2 separate regions of the Mus musculus genome follow, and region 1 is linked to region 2. A link is a contact called in public Hi-C data. All regions are on one chromosome and are shown on one strand. The core of a region is the stretch at or near the end of the contact, and the rest is flanking DNA. Distances in the headings are between cores, read along the strand shown.

The links. Hi-C and Micro-C count contacts between places; a contact is called where the count stands out from the background.
Region 1: a contact with region 2 is called in a Hi-C map of the HPC-7 cell line, with 2.2 times the contacts expected there. The contact joins two enhancer-like sites. A contact is called at or near these places in 1 of 39 promoter capture datasets (the 3T3-L1 cell line), 1 of 15 datasets of contacts at CTCF or cohesin (embryonic stem cells), 24 of 484 Hi-C or Micro-C datasets (B cells, the Ba/F3 cell line, the C10 cell line and 12 more), 2 of 115 datasets of contacts at active chromatin or transcription factors (the NIH/3T3 cell line and embryonic stem cells) and 1 of 9 other capture datasets (embryonic stem cells).

What each region holds. Positions count from the first base shown.
Region 1 is chr6:34,271,156-34,277,983 of GRCm38.p6, forward strand. No RefSeq gene overlaps it. Among named protein-coding and RNA genes, the nearest start is that of Akr1b3, 43 kb to the right of the region's middle. Within about 2 kb of position 1,461, at least 27 of the 459 cell types and tissues checked have an H3K27ac peak or open chromatin away from gene starts, as enhancers often do. A contact at or near this core is called in the HPC-7 cell line, where this site is marked.
Region 2 is chr6:34,054,405-34,060,635 of GRCm38.p6, forward strand. It overlaps Lrguk (leucine-rich repeats and guanylate kinase domain containing), which reads left to right. Exons shown (of 20, transcript NM_028886.1): 6 at 1,667-1,791. Among named protein-coding and RNA genes, the nearest start is that of Gm38786, 28 kb to the left of the region's middle. Within about 2 kb of position 4,312, at least 4 of the 459 cell types and tissues checked have an H3K27ac peak or open chromatin away from gene starts, as enhancers often do. A contact at or near this core is called in the HPC-7 cell line, where this site is marked.

The DNA of each region.
Region 1 (6,828 bases), core at 211-2,710, 210 kb after region 2:
GATGCATAAGCTGCTCCCAAGAGAAGCAGCAGGCCTTTGAACGAGGTAGTTCTTTTCATAGTTGTTTGTCATGTGTTTTCGTTCCCCTCCTGGGTGGAGTATTACTAACAGGATTAATAAACAAAAAATATCAATACCGTGAATACTGACACATAGATTCTCTAGGAGTGTGATTTATCACTGGCCTTGGGAAGCAAAGTCATGTGACATACCCTTTCATGCTGCCAAGAAGAAAGCAATGTTTTGTGCACATCTGGGGCTCCCATCATCACTTTTTAGGGGTGCAGATGAAGGAGGAGGTGCTAATTCTGGGAGCTTACGTAAACTCCATAGCACCAGTAGCACTTGACATAGGATTTTCTGATCAGGCTGGGTCTTAGAGCTTTTCTCTCTTGTGTAGAGCTGACATTTGAAGGTGCACTTGTTCCACTGCTGGAGAAGTCATTAGCTGAAACTTTAAAGTGAAATTTCCTCCAAAAAGATAAGGATCTTTTTACAGATTTTCAGAGTGTCTAGAGAGATGCCTAAACTCTAAGTACCTGTTTGGAAGTGTGGGGTTGGAATTTGTAAAGTGTGGGGGTTAGATAGGAAGAGGTGATAATTTGAAATAACTGTGGCAGTCCCTTATGCAACAATTTTGGGTGGATGGGGTACGTTTCCAGATTTGACTGTTTTGAGGAATTATTTGTTAAGCGGCATGAATGCATGCACATCTTGTGTGGGAGAGTCAGTCCTTGAAGCATCCTGGGGTCCAGAAGAGACCCTCTGGATAGCAGTTAAGATCTCAACTCCTAGCTTTGAAACTATCATTTCCATGACCATGGGTGTCTTAGTTAGGACTTTATTGTTGTGAAGAGACACCATGACCAAGGCAACTCTTATAAAAAAGAAACATTTAATTGGGGCTGGCTTATGGTTTCAGAGGTTTAGTCTTATCATTGTGGTGGGAAGCATGACAGTATGCAGGCAGACGTGGTTCTGGGAGAGCGAAGACTTTTACATCTTGATCCACATGTGTCAGAAGGGGACTGGGAGCCACACTGGAAGTACTTGAACATAGGAGACCTCAAAGCCTGCCCCTATAGTGACACATTTCCTCCAACAAGGCCACAGCTAATCCAACAAAGCCCTACTTCCTAATAGTGCCACCCCTATGGGCCAAGCACTCAAACACATATGTCTATGGGACCTTTTCAATCCACCACAATGGGTAAGTCATCTATTGTTTCTGTCCCTCTTTTTCCTTATTGATCAAATGAAAAGACAAGAGATTTGTGATAGACATTTTCTCTCCCTCCATGATGCAGATATAGGCCAGATTAGACCAGATTAAAAGTAAATAAAGACAGGTTTATTAGGAAGTGACTCTCCGATGGGTTCACCAATCTCACAGGTGAAGGCGAGTGAAGTCACAAGCCTAGGCTACCGAAGGGGAGTTTTATGGTCCTTAGATGAGAAGGGATGATGAGTCAGCTAGCAGCTGGGGTCATGCTCATATATGCTCAAAAACTGGGCCCCTGGGCTGGCACTCTTGGGAGGGTTGCCAAAACCACAGAGATGGGGGTGGGTGATGGCTTGTTAGTCTGGAGTTTTCTCTATGCATGTGGGGTTGGGGGAAGGAGGACAGACGGGGTTTCCCAGCTTGTTCGGGGGATGAGAAGGGGTTTCAGGCTAACAATCTGTCTCCAGAGTAGCTCAATATTTTACAAATGAGTTTATTTGGGAATCAAAACTTTATAAAGGATGCCATTGCTACTGCCTTTGGTGGCAATCCCCTGAAGCTTGAAGGAGACATGTCCTTCCTATGGGCCATTCTTCATCTAAAAGGGGAACCTGGAGGACTAGGGAGCCAGGGAACAGCATCAGGATCCCTGGGGGACAGTAAGGTGGGATTTACCATTGGTGCTGGAGAGCTAAGATATCCCAAGAGACAGTTAGACACTGCCAACCAGATGCCACTATTTCTGGTCTCTCCATCCTCTCTCCTGCCTTTTCTTGCTAAGACTCCCCTCTTATTGGAAGTTTCTGTTTAAGGAACAAAAATCTCTGAGGGACAGAGGCATACTAAAAGGAACAGGAAACTTACGTGTGCAAAGCTGTAACCGGAGAGAGAAGCTAGCCCACTTCCTCAGTGAGCAGGAGAGGGAACCCAGCCCACCTCTTCACTGTAAACAAGAGAGGGAAGCCAATCAGCCTCTTCAGGGTAGTGGACAGAGATAGAAACAAGGTCTAGAATGGGATAACAGTAGAAGATTCCAGAGCAACATGATATCAGCTGTAGGGAGCAGATGTCCCAGGTAGCCCTAAGATGTCTGTGTTTTTCAGAAGATCTGAAAATAGGAATGAGGTTATGAGCACTGGCCTGCCATTGCTGCTGAAGAGGCCAAGTGTGGCTAAGCTATGTTCCTCCAAAAGTATTCAATTTCCTCAGAACCCATGTATACCATGGGGAAAAAAAGCTTATGTCCCATATCCATCCATCCATTCACCCACCCATCCATACATATACCCATCCATCTATCCATCCATCCATCCACCCATCCATAAATGAGTTCATGTCCTATACCCATCCCTCCATCCACCCACCCATCCATCCATCTACCCACCATTTACCCATAAACAGCTTCCAAGAGTATGCTGTGTGGCTGAATCCTCACAGATCCAACAGAGAGCACAAGGCTTGAAACCTCCTGGATCCAGAGAGCCCAAGTTCTACTGAGATGGACACTCCTTAGGTATAAGAAAAACAGTGAATCAGAAGCAAGTGGTGAGATGTGTTGGGAAGAGAACAGAGCAGAGCCCAGTGCTGGAATATATGGGGAAGGCTGGTTTCATCCTGGGATGAGATGTGACATCTAAATTGACACTGACGTAAGAGTAGAGGATAAGACCTAGGCGCCTCAGATGGAAAGCTTATCCCCATGCAGTGGGAACAGACTTCAGAAGGCCTGAAGTAAGAGCATCCCTTCTGTGTTCCAGGCTAGCAACCATGTGGATCCTACAGAGGGAAGGAGGGGAGGTGACAAGGAGGAAGAGGAGGAGAAACATAGAGACAGACAGAGACATTTAGGAAGCAAAGTTTCAAAGGCCATCTGACTAGTCCCTGGACCACACTGAGACCTCTGTTTCATTTTAGATGCTGGAGAGGGTGTGTGTTCTACATTGTCCAAGAGTCAGTCTGACTAGTGTGTGGGAAAACAGGGAACCAGAGATCCTCTGGTTGTTTCAGTCCTCCAAGAAAACCAGCGGTAAAGGTCTGGCTGGTGGCAGCAGAGATGGTAAACATGCTCACATCCTAGAAATATTTTTATATTCTATTTTTATATTCCAGTCCTCATTCACTGGTGAGTTAGCTTTGGAATGTGAAGAAGGAGTTGGGCATGGCTCCAGTGCTGGCCAGGGCAACTGGGCAAATGCAGGAGCCATTCAAATGAGCCATTCATTGAGTCAGTGAAGACTGGAGACAGCAGTTCAGAGGGGGGTGGAGCCCGCAGTTGGGGATGTGAGCCCTGGGGTGACTCAAACTTCCAAGAAGGGGTGCTATGCAGTAGGGGAAAGCCCCAGGATTGTACAAAGATAATCATAAGTGATACAAATGATCACCCTAGGGCATAAAGATTTTAATTTTTATGCTTTTTGGGGTACACTCACTTACATTGAAAGGTCAGTCAGTGTGTGTCTGTGTCTACAGATGGCTGTAGACTGGCATACTCTACTTGGTGAATACATGCCTGCATTTCTGCAAAAGAGGTATCTATAGAGCAGAGACTAGATCATTTATTCTCAACACTGACCAGATATGAACCTCTACATTAACTATCACCCTCTCCAAAAGAGGAGTGTCTCTATAATCTACTAAAATCACCACTACCCAGGAGTTAAAGGTTTCTATAAACCCAGACATGAGCACCGTGAACTAAGCAGCTGTGCTTCCAATTATACTGGTACTTTCTGGAGTTTTATCTTATGCCCCTACATATTGATATGCATTGTCAATTTGGCCTCAGCCCCTTGTGGGCAGGGAAGAGCTATGGTCATCGATCAGTATTTACTAGCTGATTGATTGAGTTCCTCTCAGACTCTGTTCCTAGCTATACCACTAATTAGCTCGTCGTCCTTGAGTTAGGCAGTTAGTTGTTCTGACTCCGGGTTCCATGAAAAGAGCTCACGATCTTTCTGTGCTTCATTCTGTTTCCTTTCATTTTGCTTTGTTTGTTTGTTTTTCTTATTTGAAACAAGGACTCGTGTAGCCCAGGCTGGCCTCAGACTCAGTGTACAGCTGAGGACGATCCTGGACTCTCACCTTCTGACTTCAGTTCACAAGTTCTGAGATTCCAGCACCACACCTAGACATAATTAATAATCGTCATGGTCCCTTCCAGCTTTAAGTTACTATGAAGTATTTTGTCCTACCATGTTTTTGGAAACTAGCCATAGAAGTCCTGCTGCTTTTGACTTGATCAGTACTCCAGCCTTCTGAGTACAGGGAGTGCAAATAAAGGCAGTGCGAGAGAAGAAAATGGTAGCAGCTTTGCCGAGAGTCAAGGAAGGAGAAGGCCCAGGAGACGGTGGCTCAATTCCCCAGCAAAACAACTCATATAAACGAGCTGATGATAGTCTTTGATTGCCCATGTCAAAATTAATAGACCTTAAAGAGACTTCAGAAATATGTTCTCTTGAGTTGTTCAGGAAAATCCATGCACGGGGGAAGCAGAAATCTAGAAAGTCAATAGAAGTTATTGTCATTGTTTCTATTTTCTTTCTCCTGCTTTTCGAAAATAAAGACCCAAGAGGGGATCGTTAAACAGGGTCTGATGGCTTCATTTATCATCAAGGAGCCATCTTGGTCCTCTCCCCTCTGCCTTCCTTTCAGTCTCCTTTCTTCCCTGTGTTTATGTGTCTGCTGCTCTTTCATGCCACACTGTGGGTTGTGATGTGGTTAGGAAAGCACAGGCCCCAGCTCAGAGGACAGCTACGGAAGGGCTCCTGGTGATGTAGTGAATAGGGTAACACAGTTCTCATGTGACATAGGATGGGACCAAGTGAGGAACTCCCAACAGTCTGAAGAAGCTCTTCCCAATATGTGAATACATGCACACGTGCACGCATGTGCGTGTGCACACACACATACACACACACACACACACATGCACACAAATACACATGAGCACACAAATGTGCACACACATGCATGCACCCACGCACAAACAAGCATACATAGGCATGCGCACACACACACACACACACACACGTATTAACACAAACACATTCATGCACAAACACATGCATGTATGCACACTCATAATAAACAGATTGTATTAGGTACAAAAAATACCTGGCTGCATAAACAGGATCAATGCTTTCTCTTCTTCACTCAGTAGCTTCAGCATCTACCCACCACAGCATTACTCAGATGCCTTCCTTCACGTCTTACCCTGCCCCTGTGAAGTGAATCATGTCCCTAAATGACACTGCACAATGTCTACGCTCAGCTTTCTTGAGCTCTGTGTATTTGTGTTCACCCCTCTGGAGCTCTGTCCTACCTGTGCCCTCACTGAACTTAGGCAAGGAGAAGAGCCAGGCCTCTGCGTGTTTCGTGTATGGTGTGTGGTTCCAGCTGCATGTCCCTCCTTCAGCTTTGGAGTCACTGCAGAAGCCTGCAGATGGGAGAGGGACAGTAGATGTCCTTAGGAAACTGAAGATGTGAGTTTCTAAGCCCAGGGGACCTTCATTCTGGGTTTGCTCTAAGTCTATTTTTACTTCATTGATTTCAGTTCCAGCTGGGACTGCGTTTGCCCATTCACTTAAAAATGCTTCATTTCCCTCCCTCTCCTTTATGCCTTTCTCTGCTCTGCCCTTGGAAGCGGAAGAGAATTACGTTGTCTCTGCTGCTCTGCACGGAGGCTCCCAGTGCCTTCCTTCCTGGGTGCAGACAGATGTTGTTGAACCCACTGCCCTGCCATGAGAGAACCACTAGGAAACCAGCTTTGCTGGTGAGTGCTGACCACTGGACAGCATTGTCTGTAGAGAACATGCTGGGTTTGGAGAGATCTCTCTGGGGTTCACTGTCCCCAGGCCTGAAGTTTTCTGTCTTGAAGAAATGATTGTGGTAAGAATTAAATGAGAGGTCTGGAGAGGTGGACAAGTGCTTAAGAGCACTTCCTGGTCTTGTAGCTAACTCAGGTTCCCAGGATCGGTTCCCAGCACCCATATGTCAGCTCAAAGCTGACTGCTTCTCCAGTTCCACGGGGTCTTGCCACCTCTTTGGGCCTCCATGGGACACCGGGAATACGTATGGCGTACATATAGACATGTAGGTGAATAAAATAAAACAAATAGATAAAGCCTTTTTAAAAGATTTTTTTTTAAAATAATAAAGCTTTAGCACCGAGGAGGTAATCAGTAAATTATAGACCTCTCTCTCCCATTGTCTGTAAAATCTGTCTTAAGTCCTGGACAGAAAGCAGGCAAATGGCTTCTCATAACGCAGACATTTTCAGGCTTTCCTAACTTGTCCTTCATCCTCCATCCTTGCCCATACCTGGAAGCCATTACAGAAACTATCCCGAAAACCCACGATGAGAGAGAAAACATGCCTAGCCTCTATTGCAGACAGCATGATTCTCACGGAGTCACCGTCTGTCTAAGTTACACAAACTTACAGAAGATGAAAAGCAGAAAAAAATGGAATTCACACCAAAACCACAGCGCAAGTCAAAACTTCCAGCCGCCCCGACACTAAAGAAAGTAGAGCAATGCTGTCCCCAAGTGTTCATACTCTGAATGACAGTTTTTAACTGCAGGGTTTTTCTTTTAACTCCCTCCATC
Region 2 (6,231 bases), core at 3,062-5,561:
GCTTTGGAGCATCCTCCTCTCGGTGGGAACAAAGCTTCCAGGACACGAGTGTTCTGAAACAGGCTTAGACACTCCGTTCTCCCTGATGCTGAGCAGATGGCTATTTGAAGTTTCCATGGCTTAATTTTTGTTGCCAACGATTGCTCGCTGCAAAGATATTTCATACACAGCTGTGGGAGATAATTTAATCTCTTATTTCCTATATTTCATGTTCATCTTTCATGAGAGTCCATATTCACAAAGAGCTGGCCTTTATTCTATTTCCAAAAAATCATTGTTTAGCCAGCCCAAAGAAAATGGGATCTGAGAGATAGTGTTTGTGAGTATCTGTTTGCATGGTGGTTTTGGCAGAGACCTTGCTCATAGGAGATTTGAGATGGCACATTGGACACTGCAAAAACTGTTTCTGCCCATGGGTGAGATCTGGAACCAATAAGGGAGACCTAAAAATTTCTGCTACGTTTGGTATCATGTCTTTGTCCAGCTTTCTTGTTTATTTCTTTCCCTAATACAGGTCTTTTTTGGATTAGATTCTAGCCTTGAGTTATCCATTTCCATGCTAAGAGTTAGAGGACGGCCGCATGTGATTGTAATTTAGTGATGATATGAGTGCCTTCTGATTGGGAGAATAGCTCATTCACACCCTTTTAAAAACAACTAAAATTGTTCTTTGACAGCCTGCATGTATACAGTGCGTCCTGGCTGTTTCTATCCCCACCCACTCTCATCTCCACCCTACCCCTGTCTTACTTACCAGACCGCTTTCCTTCACTCATGTATTTTCATTCTGTTTTGTAACTCACTGAATTTAACAAGGGCTGTCTGTGTGGTCATGGATTTAAAACTATCCATTGGAGCCCGGTGGCTCATCAGTGAGTACATAACTCAGCTTTGGAGCTGCAGTTTTTTGGGCACAAGATAAACTTAAAATGTGATCGGCGAGAACAGAAACCACAAATGATGTTAGCCTTCCAGCTTTCTCTATATGAATGAGAGAAGAGAAGCCAATACGAATTGGAAGGACTGCTCCCTTCTATGAGAGGGTGGTGGCCTTACTACTTGCTCCAGAGGACACCTACAAGGTGATAAAGCCCCATTCCCATTGCCTCAGCAGGATGAGCGTGTCTTCCAAATCCCTGTCTGAGAGGAGCCCCATGGTTTCTCGTGGACATCGTTAACTAACAGAGGGCAGCATGCACAGCCCAGGAGGCAGCTCTGAACTGCTGTTTCCTCCCATAGTTTAAATGAGTCACATAGAGACGCACGCGCTATTCCTTTATCATTCTATGGAATTGGTATTTTATCTATATGAAAAACATATCAAGATTTGGGGCTTATCCTGTGTGGGGTACATAACATTCCCTTATTTAAACTCTTGTCTGATTTTTCTAGTGATTATTTAACCCTGATTTAGTGTGTGTGTGTGTGTGTGTGTGTGTGTGTGTGTGTGTTTTCCAAGGTGCTTGTGTGAATGTCAAAGGACCACTTTTAGGAATTGGTTCTCTCCTTCCATTATATGGGACCTAGAGATTGAACTCCGGCTACTCATGTTTTTACCTGCTCAGCCAACACCCTGGCCCAAACTGTGTGTGTGTGTGTTTGTGTGTGTGTCATCTTTCCAAAAACTTTGAATAACATTTTCCTTAAACATAGTCATCACGTACAGACAACGAGATAGAAGAAATCACTGGGCTAGAGAACTGCATCAGCCTGACCCACCTTAGTCTGGCTGGCAACAAGATCACTACCATCAAAGGCTTAGGGACATTACCCATCAAAGTGCTTTCTTTGGTGAGTCCAACATGACATCATTCTTTGTAGAAGTGGTGAATATTGTTTAAGAAGTGTTTGAATTGTGACTGCTTAGAATTTTTCTTTGCTCCTTATGGTGTCTGGTATGCATGCATGTCTGCCCCCCACCCTTTTTCCTCCCTCCCTCCTCCTACCCCCACCCCTTCTCCTTCTCTTGTTTCATCTGTCTGTGTGTTTCATCAATAGTCCATGTTCAAGTAAAGCCAGTTCCATATTTGGTATCCAGGGTAAAAAAAAATTTAGACAGTTGATTTTCTATGCTGTGAAAGAAGGTATATTTTTACAAGTAGTTTTTAATATATATTTCATTGGTAAAAATAACATCTGTGCTAGAGAGCATGTTTATTGCTGCTCAGCCTTTACTGGACATAAATGGACCACGAAATGCTTCCTAGCCACTGAACTCAGGCAGCCCATCATACACAAATGTGTGCTAGTCTCCTGCTCTAGGAGTTGTAATTTGTGCTGAGAATAAAAACGTAGTTCCTGTCAGAAAGATTCCATCTGATTACCGTTTCCCAAAGAAAGTGGCTTTTTCAGCCCTATGGCATGCCCCAAGACCAAAACTCAAATGCAAATGGAGACTGTTCACCAATAAGATTCAAAGATACACATGATAGTTATAAATTAACGATCCGGGTTACTAGTATCTGAGAGAGGGTGCTGATGTTGTTTATATACATATTTTTCTTTCTTTCTTTTCTCCTCCCTCTTAGCCTTAGGTTCTCTTGGCCTTTATTATACCCACCAGAGGGTAGGCAGGAAGCATTTCATCATGGCGTGCATCTTAGTAATGTTATGTCTCTCTCACAGGAGAGTGTTTAACATGAATTAATGAATTGGGTTATGTGTACATTTTTTTAAAATTTAAAATTATTTTTTTATTTTTTACGTATGAGTGTTTTGCCTGCATGAATATCTGTGTACTGCTTTCATGCCTAGTGCCATGGGAGCAAGAAGAGGATGTAGAATCCCCTGAAACTGGGGTTACAGACAGTTGTGAGCTACCATAGTTGTGAGCTGGGAATTAAACCTGGAAAAGTGGCTAGTGCTCTTAACTGCTGAGCCATCTCTCCAGCCTCTTGCGCACATTGTTTACATACACGTAGAAATTCTTTACTTAACCATAGATCACTGATGCTTGGTTCCTCTTAAAGCTCAAAATGCTATCTAAAGACTCCTCTAGCCCTCCATAAAATTTAGTGAGGGCAGAGGGCAGGCATTCTCCTACCATATATACAGAGGTTTCATAGCTCACCTGAGATTTTATGTTTTCTGCCTGCTAAGACATGCTAGCAAAATGTCAGTGAAGGAGAATCTAATAAATTAGATATAAAACTTTCAGTTATAAAATAAAGTCAATCACATTGGAAAATTTCAACTATCTAAAGAGTAGTTGTTAGTATATTGCTATTTTGCTCACCATTTTGAAATTTCTCAGAAATTTATCTTCTCTCCCCTCTCCCCTCTCCCCTCTCCCCTCTCCCCTCTCCTCTCTCTCGTTATATTTTACCATATTGGTTGGAACTTGCTATGAGGACCAGGCTGGCCTTGAACTTGTGATGATCTTTTTGCCTCTGCCACCTGATTGCACTTGATTGCAGCTGTGAGCCTCCACTGCAGACTTTTCCATGTGTCTCGTCTGTATTGACAGTCCCATCGACCTGCAGTAGAGTGGAAAGACATGAGTGTTACGGGGGTGGGGGACAGTTATTATTAAAACAGTGCATTCCTTTTTTCCTGCTCTTCAATAACCACACGCCTGCCACTGACACTATCACTTTTTACCATTTTTGTTTTCTGCCAACAAATGAGATAGATTGCTCTAGTCCCTGCACCCAGCACCCAGGATAGACTAGAAAACACAGAAAATGCTCTTACTTATTTTCACTGAGATTCTGAGAATTGAAAAATTGTTTTTCCCAAATTTGAATAAAATTTATAACCTAAAATGATATACGTTTGCTTCAGGAGTTTTTCTTGACTTTATTTTTAACTCATGGAATCACAACATAATGTGCTTTAGCGATTGGCAAGGAATTTAGTTTGCAGCATAGCAAGAAGAGCAGTTCACCTACAAACACTTGCCCTTCTACCTCTCTGGGACCTGTAAAAGCTGGCAGGGGAACCTCACAGCGTGCCAGTGGCCACTACATCCTTATTAGAACACAGAACATAGTGACACTGTACTGCAAACTTCACTCTGTCAAAGTAAAAGCCAGTTGGGTCTTCCTGACACACTGGTAAATGGGGAATATTTTCTAATTTAATTTACTTCAAACAAAACAGCTTCTCTCTAACAATGGTGGTTTTTTTTCTTTCTTTCTTTTTTCTTTTCTTTTTTCTGCTATTCACTTGTGAGGCTGGAAGCACTGCGCAGAAACTTCATGTCCACACCCAGGAGTGAGCCTTTGGGTTCTCAGTGCTAGACAAAGGCACTTCCTAGCTGGTTTTCAACCAGCTATTCTGTGCTTCTCAACTTGTCTCAGTCTCTTCCCTTTTATGACCACAGACTATCTAATTAAACTTTTCTGTGCCTCACTCTGCTCAGACCATCTACCACTTTGAAAGCCATCAGAGACACTGAAGAATATTACATCTGTCTTGCACATAGAAAACGCTTCAGAGTCCTTTGGGGGAAAGTGTATTGTATATAGATTGGATATGCGGGCAGTATTTGAATGGGAGGCTGAGCCCTCATTTCAATACATTAAATTGATGATGGTGAGCTCAGCGTGGTCACTCTCCTCTTTTCACTTTTTATAACTTTTTTGAACTTTAAACAGGAAAATTTGATTTCACTTTGGCAAATAAGGTTATGGGTTTTTTTTTCTTTTTATTACATTTTTCCAGCATATAGAGGTAAAAAGAATAGTATAATAAACCCTCGTAGGCTATAACCTACCTTTAAAGATTATTAACATTCTATTATGATATTTTAAGGGCTATAGAGTTACCAGTGAGCACAAATCTGGCTCATTATTAAAATGAAATTTTATGAAGAATAGGCTGAAAATGAGCTCTTGCTATTCAATGTGCCATGGAACATTTACCAGTGAAAATATTCAGATTAAAGGGAATACATTAATTTAATTTTTCAGTTCTTAAGTCAATCTTGAAAGTATTGAATGGTTTTTGTTTGTTTCATTCTGTTTTTGTTTTTGTTTTTTGAGGCAGGGTCTCTCTATGTAGTCCTGGATATTCTGGAACTTGCTATGTAGACCAGGCTGGCCTTGAACTTAAAGAGATCCCCATGCCCCTGTGTCACCTCACTCAGCCAGAAAGTTTAGAATGTTTTAAGGCTAGGTAAGACATAATGTTAGCCGAAAAATTGACATTATGAACTTAAGAGATCCACCTGCCTCTGCATCACCACATCAGGCCCGAGGGTTTTGAATGTTTTAAAAGGGTAGGTAAAACATAATACTAACCAAAAATTTGAAATTATTCTTTATGACAACTTTGGACTCAAACCAGAGGTTAAATTTTACTATGACATTTTCCTGTTCCTTAAAACAAAGGAGCCAAGTAATGAAGAGTATGTTGGAAATATTCAAAAATGGAAATTATTCTTATTACTGCTATTGCCCTGGGTGTGTGGAGACTGAGGAAGTGGACAGCCGTTTGGGTACGGGAAACTTCCTCCTATTCTCATTGCCGGAGAAATGCTCATCTGTGAATTATTGAATCTGCTGTGATGACTACATTCTCACCCAATTTAGTCTCGGTGTTTTCCCATACTGGCATTCTTACATGGTGTCCAAGCTGCTCAGACCTGAAAGCAGAAGTGACTTGGTTATATCTTAGAATTAGGACTACACAGTTCTGTCATACACCTTTGGTTAAGGGAGGTCATTATAGGCTAGTGCAGGTTAAAGAGGAGGCACTATGCAAGCGCAGAAATAGCCAGACTCTACCGAGTCAGCCATCACCACCGACTTTGAGATGATGTCACTTTAGACTGTGTCTGTGGACAAGGTGTCTGTGAGTTACAGTATTGGTTTACTGTGATGATGCTAAAAGAGTGTGCAGATCCATGTCGTGTCTTTAGAGACCACAGTCAAGCTGAACTGATGTTCGGGTTTCAGGTGTGTGTCTGAGTTTCTTTCCTAGTGGCACTGATAAACAGCTTCGACAAAGCAACTGAAGAGTGTTTCCTCAGCTCACAGTTCTGGGTCACAGCCCATCATAGCAGGGATTGAGGAAACATGTCTAATGGGATTCACAGAATTCACAGAAGCAGAGAGCAATGAATTGGTGCCTGTATGTGAGTACTTAGCTCCTTCTCTAGGATCCTCTGCCTAGGGAATGCTGGTGCCCACAGTGGATGCGGCTTCCACTTCAATCAACATAATCTATATAATCCATCTCAGACATGCCCACAGGCAACCCATCTCACCAATCTTTTCTTTTTTTTTT